Regions from separate parts of the Sus scrofa genome. Here region 1 is linked to region 2. The links are chromatin contacts, called in public HiChIP or PLAC-seq maps. All regions are on one chromosome and are shown on one strand. The core of a region is the stretch at or near the end of the contact, and the rest is flanking DNA. Distances in the headings are between cores, read along the strand shown.

The links. HiChIP or PLAC-seq counts read pairs in DNA pulled down with a chosen protein or histone mark.
Region 1: an H3K27ac HiChIP or PLAC-seq map of alveolar macrophages shows a contact between it and region 2. The contact joins the promoter of LOC110261669 here to the promoter of TMEM225B in region 2. A contact is called at or near these places in 1 of 5 promoter capture datasets (liver) and 1 of 2 datasets of contacts at active chromatin or transcription factors (alveolar macrophages).

What each region holds. Positions count from the first base shown.
Region 1 is chr7:20,896,275-20,900,130 of Sscrofa11.1, reverse strand. It overlaps LOC110261669 (histone H2B type 1), which reads right to left and starts at 2,348. Exons shown (of 1, transcript XM_021099841.1): 1 at 1,878-2,348. The coding sequence starts at 2,308. The coding sequence ends at 1,928. LOC110261735 reads left to right here. Exons shown (of 3, transcript XM_021100026.1): 2 at 1,923-2,185; 3 at 3,329-3,815. The coding sequence ends at 3,757.
Region 2 is chr7:21,181,160-21,184,617 of Sscrofa11.1, reverse strand. It overlaps TMEM225B, which reads left to right and starts at 1,663. Exons shown (of 6, transcript XR_002346121.1): 1 at 1,663-2,063. It overlaps TRNAI-UAU (a tRNA gene), which reads right to left and starts at 1,654; the gene lies at 1,561-1,654.

The DNA of each region.
Region 1 (3,856 bases), core at 1,099-3,598, 290 kb after region 2:
GTGTTAAAATGACATTTAGACCTTTGCTTCTCCTTTCTATTAAATTATTGTCTAAATATTCATTTTAGACTGTGAACCCTGTGAGGAGAGTTGTTCCTATTCTGTTCATTGCTCTTTACTTACTACTTGTCACTTTCTGAAACTTAATAAACTCTCAGTAAATAAAGGAATAAAATAAACTCAGAGTCCTAGTTTTTTCACTCAACACTTTTTTTTTTTTTTTTAATTTTCTTTTGGGGGCTGCACCCGTGGCATATAGAATTTCCCAGGATAGGGGTCCAATCGGAGCTACAGCTGCCGGCCTACACACAAAGCAACGCCAGATCCCAGCCACTACTGTGACCTACACCACACAGCTCAAGGCAATGCCTGATCCTTAACCCACTGATCAAGGTCAGGGATCAAACCTCCCTCCGCATGGATAAAATCTCCCTCCGCATGGATACTAGTCAGATTAGTTTCTTCTGCGCCATAAGAACTCCCGCACGGAGTTCCCATCGTGGCGCAGTGGTTAGCGAATCCGACTAGGAACCATAAGGTTGCGGGTTCGGTCCCTGCCCTTGCTCAGTGGGTTAACGATCCGGCGTTGCTGTGAGTTGTGGTGTAGATTGCAGACGCGGCTCGGATCCAGCATTGCTGTGGCTCTGGCATAGGCCAGTGTCTACAGCTCCGATTAGACCCCTAGCCTGGGAACCACCCCTAGCCTGGGAACCTCCATATGCCGCAGGAGCGGCCCAAGAAATAGCAAAAAAAAAAAAAAAAAAAAAAAAAGACCTAAATAAATAAATAAATAAATCATAATAGTAAAAAAAAAAAAAAAAAAAAGAACTTCCACTCAACACTTCTTTTAAAGAAGTCTTAGGCAAACTTAGGTCTCAAAATCAGAATACTCTGCAACACACAACACAGTCCTCCCCCCAACCCATGATCCAACATAGAAATGTCCACAAGAGGGGACTTATCAAAAGCGAGGATAGTAACTATCTAGCCTGCTATGCATGATCCTTAATCTCAAAGTATTTTGAAAATAAAGCTGCAATTGTATTCTGTTGATTCCTACCAGCCTCAAGGAAAGACTACACAAGACTGATTTCTTGGGCGCCAGCCAAGGACACTACCCCAAAATTAAGAGCCTTTGTTCCCAGGCTGTTGGAGGCTTCTCTCCTCTTCTACCTGCACAATAACTAAGGATTTCATTTATTTGAAAGAGAGCCTTTGTTACAGTCCACCTACTAAAACCACTAACCAATAGTAAACAATGAAAACTGACTTCAGTTTTTAATAAAGACGACTTCTCTGCTATGCTTGACAAAATTGCTTCTGCTCAAGTAAAGGAATTAAATTTGGGATAATTAGAATGGTAAGGATAACCAAGGTAAACAACTTCCAAGTTCACCATCACTTTTCCATAGATCATAAAGACATTCAAGCATTTGAAGTGAGTGGCTCCAGGGACGCAAAAAGGGCAATTAGAATTAATATTTGGGAGGGAAGGCCTGGAAGAGATTAGGCTCAGAATTCCAAAGGCAGGGAGAAGACCGGGAGGGTAGAATAACCTGGCGGTGGAGGGGGTTAGGACAGGGGAAACGGAACTGAAAACAACTGCAGCTTCTAAGTGCCTGACCACTTCTAGGTGAGGAAGTTCCACCCATCTGGCTTCTCCAGCTTGCCGAAGAATAAGGTCATGTACAGAAACTCTTAAAAGTGTGGAAAGTTTTGGGGAAGACTGGAAGCAGAAAAGCAGCTTTCTCTATTGAGTATAAGAGGTTCTGCTTTTGTTGTTTTTGGCTAAAAAGCTCAGCAAATTTCAGATGTAAATTGTTTTTAGAGATCAGGTATAGGCAGAAGAGCATTACAGCTCTTTAAAAGAAAACCTAAGTGGCTCTGAAAAGAGCCTTTGGGTTTGACAATGCACTTAAAAGTACATTTACTTGGAGCTGGTGTACTTGGTGACGGCCTTGGTGCCTTCGGACACGGCGTGCTTGGCCAACTCCCCGGGCAGCAGCAGGCGCACAGCCGTCTGAATCTCTCGGGACGTGATGGTCGAGCGCTTGTTGTAATGCGCCAGCCGCGAGGCCTCGCCGGCGATGCGCTCGAAGATGTCGTTGACGAAGGAATTCATGATGCCCATGGCCTTGGACGAGATGCCAGTGTCCGGGTGGACCTGCTTCAGCACCTTGTACACGTACACGGAGTAGCTCTCCTTGCGGCTGCGCTTGCGCTTCTTACCATCTTTCTTCTGGGCCTTAGTCACTGCCTTTTTAGACCCCTTTTTGGGAGCAGGAGCAGATTTCGCCGGCTCAGGCATGTTATCAGGTTGTTAGGCCAAACTAACTGAACACCCGCTGTACTGCGGACCTATATTTGTAGGGCTTCTATGCAAATAGGTGCTTGACATATCTCAGTCTCTGATTGGGTCAAATCAGCCAGTAGAAACTCTCTATGCAAATAAGGTGATTACAAATCTGCTTTTTTATTGGCTATTTAACTGGAACAATCCTAGGTTCCTTTCTCTTCCAGCAGAGAAGATAGCTTAAAATTTCAAAATAGTGAAAAAAACTAAATCGATGTCTTGTCCATAAGTATCTATTTGTGAGCCTTGCTCCTTCCTAGATCTAAAGAGATAAAAGCCCAATATAAACTTACGATTCTAGTTTTTCTGCCAAAATTCAGTTAAAAGTCACTAATTTTAGAAAAGAGAGCATTAAAATTAGCTAAATACTTAATTGCTTTCACAGATATGCCATTGGCATTCCCAGTTTCGCTATTTCAATGTAGACAACATTTAAGCTTTAACAGGAATTAGGGATCATCACATTTCAACAGCGCTATTATTTTTATGTTTCCTAGGAGCAGTGCCTGGAAGTGCTTGTTGGAGGGCTGGGAATTATATGATAAATTGCTTGAAGTGCTAAGATAAAACGTTTACTCAAAATCATAAGCTTTGAAGGACATAAGCTTTAAAGGACAAAGCTGGACTGGATCAATTGCGTTCAAAAACGAAGTTTTTAAAAGGGCTCAGACCTGTGGAACATTCATTTTCGTCTCTTCCCAAACTTAATCCCGAACTAGGGGATTAAAACAAAACCTACTAACGTTCAAATAAAGTATGTAAAATACAGGCAGAAAAAATTGCGGGGCCCTTCAAGCGAGAAAGTATAGAGCATACTATGATTGGGTAAATTGTTCTAAAGTGAGGCCTGGTAGCCAATCACAAGGCCTATTGAGTTATTTAATTCACGGCGCGGAATTTGAAGGTTCGGACCAATCAGGATGACTCTGCCTTTATAAATAAGAGGAAGAAGCACAGCACTTCCAGTTGTAACAGTGTTTGAAAAGTCTTGTTATGGCTCGTACCAAGCAGACCGCTCGCAAGTCCACCGGCGGCAAGGCGCCGCGCAAGCAGCTGGCCACCAAGGCGGCCCGCAAGAGCGCGCCCGCCACCGGCGGCGTGAAGAAGCCGCACCGCTACCGGCCCGGCACGGTGGCCCTGCGCGAGATCCGGCGCTACCAGAAGTCCACGGAGCTGCTGATCCGCAAGCTGCCGTTCCAGCGGCTGGTGCGCGAGATCGCGCAGGACTTCAAGACCGACCTGCGCTTCCAGAGCTCGGCCGTGATGGCGCTGCAGGAGGCTTGCGAGGCCTACCTGGTGGGTCTCTTCGAGGACACCAACCTGTGCGCCATCCACGCCAAGCGCGTCACCATCATGCCCAAGGACATCCAGCTGGCTCGCCGTATCCGCGGGGAGAGAGCGTAAATTCTCATCAACGCGTGTCAATTTAACCCAAAGGCTCTTTTCAGAGCCACCTATAATTTCACTCTGAAAAGCTGTATCACACGGGATTAATTTGCCAGC
Region 2 (3,458 bases), core at 414-2,913:
GCAGCTATAGCTATGATTCAACTCCCAGCCTGGGAACTTCCATATGCCGCAGGTGAGGCCCTAAAAAGACAAAAAAAGAAAGAAAGAAAGAAGAAAGGAAGGAAGAAAGAAAGAAAGGAAGAAAAAGAAAAAGAAAAAGAAAGAAAGAGAGAGAAAGAAAGAAAGAAAGAAAAATGATCACAAGGAACCAACCAGGTTTTCTCACATAAAGCAATCTTAAGGTATAGCCAATCAAATCCTCTCTTTGCTTTGCTTCTGACATCTCTATAAAAGCCTTCCCACCAGCTTTTGCCTGCAGAGCCTCCTAAGCACTTTTTGTTTGGCACTCCCTGATTTGAATGGATACTTGCTCAAATAAACTCTGGTAAATTTTATGTGCCTCAGTTTACCTCAGTTAGTCCAATGATTTAGTTTTTAAATCTAAGGAATTAAAATCATATTAAATAAGATATCAGTATGATTCAAAATACTGCAAATAACCTAAATATATACTTTGACATCTTCCAAGATAGCATGAGCTATGACATGATAAAGTGTTCACTTTTATTATTACCTGGTGCTTTCCTGGATGGGACCTCCCTACCCTTCCCCGGGAGACAACTCTGACTGGACAATGTACAGATACATGCAGGACTTCAAGAAATCCAAACCACAAGAGAGAGTTCTCTGGACCCAGCTTTATTCCATGCACCTTCTGTGACCTGTCCTGGTTGGGACATATGTGCTCTCAAGTTTGGGATAATATTTACTGCTAGGAAAAGTACTCCAAATTACTTAGTTCAATTCACCCTCTTGGGGTGAGTAGGGAGGCATGTGATAAGATCTTTGACCAGGCAGACTTCTTGCATCATTGTGGAGCTGGGTGGGGAAGCATATTTTTAAATCAAAATCACTACCTACTTCCAACCTACCTCACTCACAACAATATGGTTTTTTTCCTATTACATTGTTCTACAGAGCTCTGGTCTCTGGGGAATTATCACTCCTCCTTTTCCAGGCCCAGATGGTTGGAACACCTGAGGATGTCAGGATTTGTGTCTCAGTTGATAAAAGCTGCATAGTTGTTGGCTCATCAGGGGAAAAATGAAGGGGAAGGGATACTACAGGTGATGCTGTTTTCAGAAATCAGTATTTTGGGTTTTTTCCCCCCCAAACTAGAGCTTTCATCAAACAGGAACCCCAACCAAGTTCCCACTTTTGATTCTCTCTAATGGAGTTCAATGCTTATCGACTCTGGGAAGTTTCATAGCGATCTCTAAGTGTGTGCCAGGGAATCTCTGAGGAATGATGATCATAAGAGCAAAGTGAGAAGAGGCCATCAGGAGATGTTCTTTATTTGAGATCAGTTTGCAAGATAGGTAAAGATAAAAGAATCAAAGAAGTTAACTCACTGCGGCACAACACATTCATTCTGTCCGTAATGGCAAAGAATCAAAGAAGTTAACTCACTGCGGCACAACACATTCATTCTGTCCGTAATGGCTTGTCGGAGATCGATCTACGTAGCTGGGTAAGAATGAAAGCTACAGGACAAATTCTAACATAGCGATTATAAAACGATGCTCCAGGTGAGGATCGAACTCACAACCTCGGCATTACTCGCACACATACTGCCATATAAGTACCGCGCGCTAACCGATTGCGCCACTGGAGCACTTGTGTCTTGCTTCCGGTCACTCATTACAGGGCCTATGCAGGAATATCTAACGTCTTTGCCAAAGTGCCTCCTTCCGTCTCCGGAGTCCCGTAACTGCATCTTGCGCACAAAGGCGGACTGGGTTCAGCAGCGAACCCCACCAGAGCACACCGATCCCGATGGCGCGGAAGGTGCTCTGCTAGCGGCAACGAAGATGGATATTTAGTGCAAACACTGGGAGACCGACTGCCTCGAACATTCCAAAGAGGACCTTCAGTGGGCAGAGTAGGTGGGCGAGGCTTCTGCTGCTGAAGGTCGCGGAGCCCTTCCGTTTGCCTCTCTCCCGGATGCTTCTCCTCCTGTTTGCGCTTGCGGAAGGGGTGAAGGTGGGAGGACCACCACGCTGTTGAAGGTTATGTCTGAGTGTGTGAGCATCCAGAATTCCTGTGGGCTTCTAGGGCACATTTGCTTAGAGCTCCTAGTTTGGTTAGTTAGGTGGTGATCTTTAACGAGTTAGAAGACAACCTACCTTCAAAGCAAGTATTCCTCTTATTGAATGTCTTTGAAGCATTTTATTTTATTCGTTGTTATTATTATTTTATCTTTTTAGGGCACCACCGGAGGCTGATGGACGTTTCCAGGCTAGGGGTCAAATCGAGCGGCAGCTGCCTGCCTACGCCACAGCCAAAGGGGATCTGAGCGCTTCTGCGACCTACACCGCAGCTCAAGGCAACGCGGGGTGGGGGTGGGGGGAGCGGGAGGGGACGGGGGGGGGGGTGTTTGTGTGTGAATCCTTAACCCACTGACCGAAGCCAGGATCGAACCGCTTTCCCATGGATACTAGTCAGGTTTCCCACCAAGCCAAAACGGGAATTCCATGAATCATTTTAAATGTAATATTTGGGTAACATCAGAAAACTGTATTTGAATCTAAAACTCATTTGTATCATTGGCCATTTATGGCTCAATTGACCTTTTAAATATTCTGAATCCAAACATTTTTCAAATATAGTTTCGAATATATGCATTAATAACTCATTTTAACATGTGTGCTGCTAGATTTTAATTTGGGCAAAAAATACAAACTACATATACATTTTTATGCTGCCCTAAGAGATTCTTTAAAACAATTTCATTCTTTAAGTTACTTAGTTTTCTTAATAAGACAATAGGGATCTCCATGGAGCAATGCTTAAAATCAAATTTTGGTGTGATAAAGTGTGGTAAATGATTCAAATTTTCAGTAATTACTATGATGCTGATTTGAAGTAAATTTTACATAGGGCTTCTTTGAGTACTTTTACATTTATTTTCTTAATTTAGTTCTAAGCAATCCTACAGGGGTAGTTATTTTCATTGCTATAATATGTAAACAATAATCTCTGATCACTCACTGTGATTAATAAGTATAAATAAACAAAACAGTCAATCTCTTGTGGAGTTTATATCTGAGAGACCCAGAAAAGTCATAAAAATTAAAAAGAAATGTACCAGTGAACACAACTGAATATAAGCGAGAACAGGCTGGATTTTCAGTCATGTGAACAGAGTGTTTACAAAAGAAAAAGAAATTAGCTTCTAGCCCTTTAGGTGACTGAGATGTCAAACTTATTATTAAACATTATTACGGACATTTTCAAACGTATATAAGTTGATGTAATTAGATAATGAACTCCCATGTAATTGGTTTTACAATCATCATTTAACCAATCTTGTTTCTTCTATCCTTCTAATACTGTTTTTGTGTATATAGGTGGGAGGAGGAGGGGGTTGAAGATGGGAGTGGGAGTGTTTTAAAGTAAAACCTAGACATATCATTTCA